2 separate regions of the Capra hircus genome follow, and region 2 is linked to region 1. The links are chromatin contacts, called in public Hi-C maps. All regions are on one chromosome and are shown on one strand. Each heading gives the region's core, a stretch centred on a gene start, on an enhancer-like site or on the middle of the called end of the contact. The rest is flanking DNA. Distances are from core to core; before and after follow the strand shown.

What was found. A called contact is a pair of places that touch in the nucleus more often than the background predicts.
Region 2: a contact with region 1 is called in a Hi-C map of liver, with 3 times the contacts expected there. The contact joins the enhancer-like site here to the promoter of CHMP1A in region 1. A contact is called at or near these places in 2 of 5 Hi-C or Micro-C datasets (blood and liver).

What each region holds. Positions count from the first base shown.
Region 1 is chr18:15,955,720-15,959,942 of ARS1.2, forward strand. It overlaps CHMP1A (charged multivesicular body protein 1a), which reads right to left and starts at 1,770. Exons shown (of 7, transcript XM_018061918.1): 1 at 1,634-1,770. The coding sequence starts at 1,640. CDK10 (cyclin-dependent kinase 10) reads left to right here and starts at 1,807. Exons shown (of 14, transcript XM_018061912.1): 1 at 1,807-1,866; 2 at 2,233-2,400. The coding sequence starts at 2,350.
Region 2 is chr18:16,059,494-16,063,602 of ARS1.2, forward strand. SPIRE2 (protein spire homolog 2) reads left to right here. Exons shown (of 15, transcript XM_018061903.1): 3 at 3,342-3,701. Among named protein-coding and RNA genes, the nearest start is that of SPIRE2, 16 kb to the left of the region's middle. Within about 2 kb of position 1,873, at least 1 of the 5 cell types and tissues checked has an H3K27ac peak or open chromatin away from gene starts, as enhancers often do.

The DNA.
Region 1 (4,223 bases), core at 520-3,019:
CTTTAGGATTGCCTGGTTTGATCTTGCAGTCGAAGGGACCCTCAAGAGTTCTCCAGCACCACAGTTCAAAAGCATCTTCAGTGCTCAGCCTTCTTTATGGTCCAACTCTCACATCTGTACATAACTACTAGAAAAACCATACCTTTGACTAGAAGGACCTTTGTTGGCAAAGTGATGTCTCTACTTGTTAACAGTTTGTCATAGCTTTTCTTTCAAGGAGCAAGTGTCTTTTAATTCCATGGCTGCAGTCACCATCTGCAGTGATTTTGGAGCCCAAGAAAATAGTACTTGACAGTCTGTTTTTCATGGATAAAAACAGCAGAGTAATGATTCTTAAGTTGTAAAAGAGCTGGCCCACAGAGACCACTCTCCATGGGAGCTGCCATTTCTGAGCCATCAAATCTGCAATGACCAACCGGAGACGTGCATGTGCGCACATGTCACTGGCAAAGTCCCTTGGTATCTGAATTTGCCACTCACCCAAACTCAAGAGCTAGGTAGTTTGGGGTTCATCTTAAAACTATCTCAGTGTATCCCATTCCTAAATTTGGGAAATGATTCTTGAAACTGTTTACCACACTAGCCCAGAATGAAGAAACAAAATCCTAGAACCAGAATCCAGACCCATAAAGGCAGGTGAAGGCTCCCAGCCAAGAGCTCCCCTGGGCCCTGTGCATCTGCCACCCATGAGCTCAGGCCCTGGGCAAGGCCAGGTCGTCTGTGCATCTAGAGCAGGCGGCAGGCAGTGTGCTTCCTGCGGGGACAGCAAGGCTGTGTTGAGTGTGGCCCAGACTAGGGTGGGAGGGACAGACTCCACAGGGCAAAACCTGGCCCTGGAGAAAAGGGATATGGGAAAACAATTCCCTGGGGAGCTGAAGCTGAGTGCGAAGGCAAAACCCAATGTGTGTGTGCTGGGCATTGGGGTGGGGTGCGTTCATCTCTCTGAGGCAATCTGTGTAGAATTTCCTTCTCAACAATGACGTTCCACCTCTCTGTCACACCAGCACTGAAATATTCTAGCAAATGTACCTATCTTCACTTTATCACAGATGCTTCCTGTTCCTAGGCAGAGCAGAGCAGAGAGCCCTGAGGTGGTACTGCTGGCAGTGGAGGACCAGACGGACGACCAAGCCGCCTGGGGCCTGCGCCTGCACGGACTCCCTCCCAACCTCTGTTTTCCCATCTGCGGAATGAGATGATACGGTTCCTACCTCAAGAACTTCTGTGCCTGTACCTAATGAGGAATTTTTGTTTTAGCTCTTATTTCTCTTGATAGTGTTCTGGGGACACTGGTACAATTGCCTCCTTTTCGGGTGCCCTCTGACCCGGAATCCCAGGGCCCAAAAGCCTGATGTCCCTCACCAGTACAGCAGCTTGGCAAGCGGAGGGTGGGGCGGGGGCAGGGGCAGCCGGTCGCTGGGGAGAGCCGGAGAAGTGGGCGGGGATCAGGGAAGGGGCTCTGGTATCCGAGTTCTGGGTCGAGGTCCCGGGTTATGGGGTCGGGGACTGGGGTCCCAGGTTCAGGCCCCAGAGTCCGGGGTCGGGTTTCAGGGTCTGGGATCGAGGCCAGGGGCACCCGCCTAAGCCCCGCCCGCCCCGCCCCGTGCAGCCCCGGAGGGCGGCGGCCTCTCACCGTCCATGGCTGGTCCGGGAGCGGCAGGCCTGGGGAAGACAGACCGACAGAATCTTCCAGCGGCGTCAACAGAACCGACCCCGGCTGGCGAGCGGACCGGAGGGCGGGTGGGCACTTCCGGGTCGCACCTATTTCCGGCTGCTGGACGCTCTCGCGAGAGAATGGGCTGGTCCCGCGGGCGGTGGTGTTACCGTGGTGACCGCGCGGGCTTGAGTGGCTGCTGTCGGGTGTCTGTGAGTCAGTGGGCAGGGCGCCCACTAGGTGCAGGAGCTGGGACTGACGCTGGTGGGGGCCTGGGGCGGTGGGCTCACCTATGGGCCTCTCCAAAAGCAAACGCAAACTGGGGAAAGGTAAAGGGCCGGTGGCCCGCGATCTTCCCGGCGCGGCCCCGCCCCCGTAAATCTTCCAGCGCTGGGCCCTCTCTGAGGACGGTGCCTCGGGGACCTTTTCATCGGGGGAAGTATCCATATGTAGGGAAATGGAGTGCCCCAAGTCTTTCAAGCTATCTTATTTCATTCCGAACAGAGAAGGCAACTGAAGGATGGGGTCCATTGCCCAGACTCAGTAAAATAGATCGTTAATTGCACATGTATTTTCAGATGAGGAGTCGAAGACCCGGCGCACTTACTTAGTCTCAAAGGCTGAGGAAAGGCGGGTGGACAGACCTTCACAAGAGTCTAAGAAGCCTCCAGACACCAAGCCTGAGGAGAGCTTCCATGGGGAGAAAGGGGCGGCTAAGCGGCAGTGGCCTTCATCTGAAGTGGGAGGTAGGACAGTCCCGGAACCAGACGTGTATTTGAGGATGGGGCGCACAGGAGCCTGCGGTGGGGTGCTAGTAGCAGGGGGGCGTGCCCTGATGATTGAGAAGGTTTGGGGACCTTTATCTAGGAGGTAAATATGAGAGTTCTCGTGAAAAATGTAATAAGTTTGCATTTAAGTTTAATATAATTGGTTTTTAAGTTTCCAAGTGGTAGCTGTGTAACACACAGCAAGGAGGGCCAAGCCATGTGCAGACCCAAAGCAGCCTGCTGTCCTCCCGAGGGCTGCACACCTTTGGCCTCCCTGCCACTCCCTCCGCATTCCACAGATGAGCCTGAGCAGCTACTTTGGCGCCGGGGTGGGGTGGGGGTGGGGTGAGGGGGCGCGTGTAGGAAGTAGTGGGGCTGTGCCGGAGGACTTGCTGTCTGACAGGATGTGGGGGCAAAGAGAGGAGCCAAGTGGGCTTTGGTGACCATGAGAATGGATGGCCCCGTGCATCCAACAAGGAAGGTCAGGAGGAGAGAGAAGCTGGGGGAGCTTCACACTGAGGCCCCTTTGGGGTCATCAGGAGCAGGAAAGCATTTGAGAGGAGCACGCTGGCCATGGGAGTGAGGCCTGGGCTTCAAATTCCAATTCACGAGCACTTATATAAGGCAGGAAGGGCCAGAGTCCTAGGGGGAGGTTTGGAAAATTGCTGCCAGTGTGTCAGGAAGCTTTTGGCCGCCGGTCACAGAAGAGCGTTACTACCAAGGGGCTCAGTGTCCTCCAAGTAAAGGAGAGGTCAGAGGCCTGGCCCTGGGCGTGGCAGCATCCAGGATTGTGTGTTCACAGTTGGCCACCCTCAGTGTTCATGGTCCGCAGAGGGCTGGACAGGTTTCAGTGGCATGCACACAGACTATGTCTCATTTGTGAGAGGTGTTATCTTGCTTCGTATTAGCAAGGGAACCGTCCCTCAGAGGCCTGCGTGCCCAGCTCTCCAGGACGGGCTGGACCTGTGCCAGCAAGGAAAGGTGTGGCCATGTGCGTCACACCCTCACTTCGGGGGCAGAATGAGGGTGGAGTTCCCAGAAAGCAGGTGAAGAGTGCCGTCTCACGGAACATACCCCTGGCACACGCTGTCCTGGGTAGCACACCCTGTCCTGGGTAGCACACCCCAGGGCAGATGCGAGTGAAAGAAGCCAGGCACAGATCCTGCTCTGCTTATGTGAAAAGTCCAGGAAAGTCAACTCCATATGGAAAGAGCCCGGGCCAAGGGTGGGCACAAGGGCTGTTTGGAGAATGATGGAAATAGACTTAAAAACTCAGTCAATGGGTGCCCAAGTTTGAAAGTTTACTACATTCCATTGAATTGTATGCTTTACACAGGTAAGTTTCATGGTTTTTAAATTATACTGAATCAAGTTGTTAGGAAAGGAGAACTTGTTGGCAGTGTTGAATGCTGCAGAGAGGTGGAGTGAACCCAGGGAAGGCTGTTGAGTGAGACCAGCTGCTGCACTTGGTGGCCTTCATGGGAACCAGGACTGAGGTTTGCCAGGATGACCACCTCGAGAAGGGCAGGGGCATCTTCTCATTCACATTTTTTTTTAATAACAGTTTTTATGTATTCATTTATTTGGCTGCTCTGAGTCTTAGTTGTGGCATGTGAGATTTTTAGTTGTAGCATATGGGATCTAGTTCCCTGACCAGGGATGGAACCTGGGCCTCTGCCTTGGAAGTGCAGAGTCTTAGCCACTGGACCACTAGTGAAGTCCCAAAATTCAAGTTTTAAAGCTGAGGATTTTCCCTATTGAAAAAATGAAAGTTAACCTAATACCGTAAAAACCTTAGAGAA
Region 2 (4,109 bases), core at 623-3,122, 100 kb after region 1:
CATGGCCAGTTCTTTGCGACTCCATGGACTATATAGCCCGCTAGACTCCTCTGTCCATGGGATTTCCCAGGCAAGAATACTGGAGTGGGTTGCCATGCCCTTCTCCAGGGGATATTCCTGACCCAGGGATCGAACCCTGTCTCCTGCATTGCAGGCAGATTCTTTACTCTCTGAGCCACAAGGGAAACCCATTGGTCTGTCACGGAGGATTTTTACCAACAATAATAAAACCATCGCAAAGTTTTCTGACTTTTTCTAGTCACCACATGCTGGCAATTCTTAATTGTGTCAGTGATAAAGTACATCCTCTGGCCGGGCAGATGCCGTGCTGTTTATACAACACGAGTTCCCAGGGGTTGCTCTGAGCTCACGCTACACAGTGTCCTGGAACCGAGTAAGAAAAGCCTAGCCCTGTTTTCAGGATGCGTCCATCTCACTGCTGTGTGCGGCTCCTGCTGCCAGGCTGCCCTGCCCCACAGCCCCAAGTGAATTTGTGTTCCCCACCCCTGTTCCACTTGTGTTCCCTACTGTCATCAGTCTTGAAAACACTTACAAAGAACTTTGTATATAGGCTCGGGAATCGACGTGGGGGCCCCCAGGAAGTCGGTCAGGGCAGCCTCCTGGCCTGGGTGCTGAGATTCTCACTCCGGCCCTTCAGTGCCTTGGGCTGGTCCCGGGGCCTCAGCTGCTTGGTGCCCACACTGCCAGGAGCAGGGGGGCTCGGGGTTCTGCCTAGACTTTTCCCTGGGGGGAAGCCAGTGGTCTCTCCGGTGTCTGGGTCTGGGGCGGCTCTCTAGAGGCTTGCAGTGGAGTTAACCCTTTCACTGATGTGAGGCCAGCACAGGCCAGAGACCAGAACCAGGGGAGGCAGGCCCAACAGGGGTGCTCTGTGCTGCACTGGAGCCAGGAAGCTTTGGTGTTAGGCCTGCTGCCTGCCCGGCCCGAGGGGTAGAGTGGTCTCCCCCAGAGAGAGAGGGTCACCCTGGGGTCAGTGGGGTCTATGGGGCAAAGCTGGGGTGAGGTGGAGTTTACTCTGCTTTTTTTGTAAAAGTGATTTTATTTGTTTATTTTTGGCTGTGCTGGGTCTTTATTGATGCGTGGGCTTTTCTCTGGTTGTTGAGAATGGGAGCTACACTTTGTTGTGGTTCATGGGCTTCTCATTGCGGTGACTTCCCTTGTTGTGGAGCCTGGGCTCGAAAGCACAGGCTCATTAGCTGTGCCACTCGGGCTTAGCTGCTCTGCAGTACATGGGATCTGCCCAGACCAGGGATTGAACCTGCCACATCTCCTGCATTGGCAGGCGGAGTCTTCCCTCCTGAGCCACCAGGGAAGCTCATCTCTGTCTTCTTCCTGCACCTCCCTCTGGGCCAAGAAAGGACCGATGGGAACTTGTGTGAAGTGAGGTCCTTGCCCGCCCAGCAGTCCCAAGGGGCTGCCTCAGGGACTCCACTGGCCAGAGCAGGCCCTTTGACTCCTGATTCTGGGGTGTGACCTGTAGCCCAACTGGTCCTCGCCTCCTGAGGCAGAGATAAGGTGCCTCCAGGCTGGGAGCGTTATTGACTTTCACTGGAACTTCGCTCCCACAGGGCCTCACCCTCCCCAGGTGTCCCTGAGCCAGGCAGACCCCCCAAGCCCCTCCAGACTCAGGGCATCTTGGGAGGTGCTTCTGTGGACAGAGAAGGCCTGTTCTTGTGCCCTGCCCTCTGCCCAGCGCTGACTGTCACACTTTCCTTCAGCTCTGCTCTGACCCCTTCCCTTGGGGTCTGGGGGTGACATCACAGGAAACAGAAGAGAGACCAGAAAGTCCCAGAGGCCAGGTGGCCTGCACATGCCTGGCGAGGGTGTGGCTCCGTCCAGGGGCACGAGGTCAGGGCACAGGCTGCAGGCTGACCACCCCCCCCCAGGCCAGCACGGCCCCCCTACCTGAGGCAGGCAGGTGACCAATGTTTTCCCCACCTGTGAGGGTCTTGAGACTAGTGGCAAAGAGCTGTGGTCATTTTGGTGTGTGTATATCTCTTGTACTGAGTCGTGAAAGGAAACCATTAATGCCCTTTCAAACACAAACACTTGGTGCTGTCAGCACTGGAAGCAGCTTCCTCATTCTTGCTTTGCGCCACTGCCTGGCATCGAACCGCTTCCCCGGCGCCTCCCTCGAGCAGACCCAAGGCTGTGGGGCACAGACAGTACAGAACCCGGATCTGAAATGCTAATGGTGGTCCCTGAAAGCTCAATTCCCTAGGGGCTAAGTAACACCAAAAGCAGAGTTAAGAGGAGTGCAGGACTCGTCTCTAATGTGCTAATCCGCTTTTTAAAACCTTGTTGTGGAGAAAGAATTTTGAGCTTATGCAAAGCCAGCAGAATAGCATAGTGGCCCCACACGAGGCTCCACCAGCAAAGGACTCACCTATTCCCTGCAGCGCCCCCCCACTACCTGCCTGCTGGTGACCCCACCCCCTCTCCCTATATAGGTACAATTATTTTTTAGGTTTTTCTCTTTCAGGTTAAATTCACATACATTGAAATTTACATGCAGCTGAAAATACTTGAGGGGTCTCACTTTTTGTGAGATCCAGTGTCAAGCTTTATATGTGTCATTAAGCAATTACTCCAGCAGCATTTATTGAATAAGCTAGCCTTTCTCCTCTGATTTAAAACATACTGTCATTGCACATGAACTAATGCTTCCTTAGGTTGCCTCTCTGTCTTTTTCTAAACACTTTTGTTGGGGGTAAACTGTACATGTGGCGAGCTCTGACTGGTGTGTAAGCAACACCACACACATCTTTCCCAACATGCTTCCCCCCACCCCCCGGCCCCCGGGAGCCAGGGGCCTGCCCTCTGTGGCTGTAGACTGCTTCTGTGTTGTCTGGAGCTCCAGAGTCCTGGCTCTGGGCGGTGCTGGGGGTTCAGGGCTGTGCACGGCTGACTAGTTAGTATCCCTCGGATCACCACCCCACCGACCTGGGGTGGATTTGACCTTTATGGATTCCCCCACAAGGATTTCCGGTTTTCCTCTCTTGGTGAACACCCCCCGAGTGCCGTCCCCCCCCCCCCGCCCCCCGCGCCCAGAGGAGCTGCAGTCTAGCGGTAAAGCGTGTCTTAATTATAAGAACCTGCCACGCAGTTTTCCGCGGTGGCTGTGCTGCTGGGGAGCACTGTGTTTCCCGGGTGGGGGCGGTGGTGCACCCCTCAGAGGACAGCTGCTATCCCATTTCACCAGTAGAACCCACTCGATGGTGACCTCCTGCGGCGGCTAGAACGCCCCCACCCCGCCCTGTGTGCCCGCCCTGCCTTGGCCTAACAGCAGGGCCCTGGCCTAACAGCAGGGCCCTGTCCCGCAGGTGGTGCAGTCGCTGGGCTTCGCAATCTACCGCGCGCTGGACTGGGGGCTGGCTGAGCACGAGGAGCGCGAGCTCAGCCCGCAGCTGGAGCGGCTCATCGACCTCATGGCCAACAGCGACTGCGATGACGACGGCGGTGGCGGGACGGCCGACGAAGGATACGGGGGTCCCGAGGAAGAAGAGGAGGCAGAGGGCGGCCCTCGCACCGTGCGCACCTTCGCACAGGCTATGCGCCTGTGTGCCGCGCGCCTGACCGAGCCCCGAGGCGCACAGACCCACTACCAGGCCGTGTGCCGCGCGCTCTTCGTGGAGACGCTGGAACTGCGCGCCTTCCTCGCCAGGGTCCGGGAAGCCAAGGAGGTGAGGCAAGCGAGTGGCCCAGGCCGGAGGGCCAAGGATTTGCTTGGAGTGGAGGGTAGTGGGTGGGGCCAGCCGAGCGAGGGGTGGGGTCCCAGAGGTGCCTCCACACACAGAGGTGGGGCAGGTGGGCAGGGCCCGGCCCTCTCCCTGCCTAGTTCCTTCTGTCCCTCCGTCTGTCCACAGTGGGTGTCCACTCTGTGGCAGACAGTCCTGAACACTTTGTAGGTTTTAGCTTAATCCTCAGTGTCCTGCTTACCTGGCTTTGCACAGAGGAGACCAGAGGCTCAGAAATTCACAAACTGGTGCCTTTACCCATGACCTCACTCTCTAAGTCAGTCCTTAGCTTCCCTGGTCCTCATGTTTACATCTGCAAAAGGGACTGTGTCTCCAGGTCTCCTGCCCCAGAGC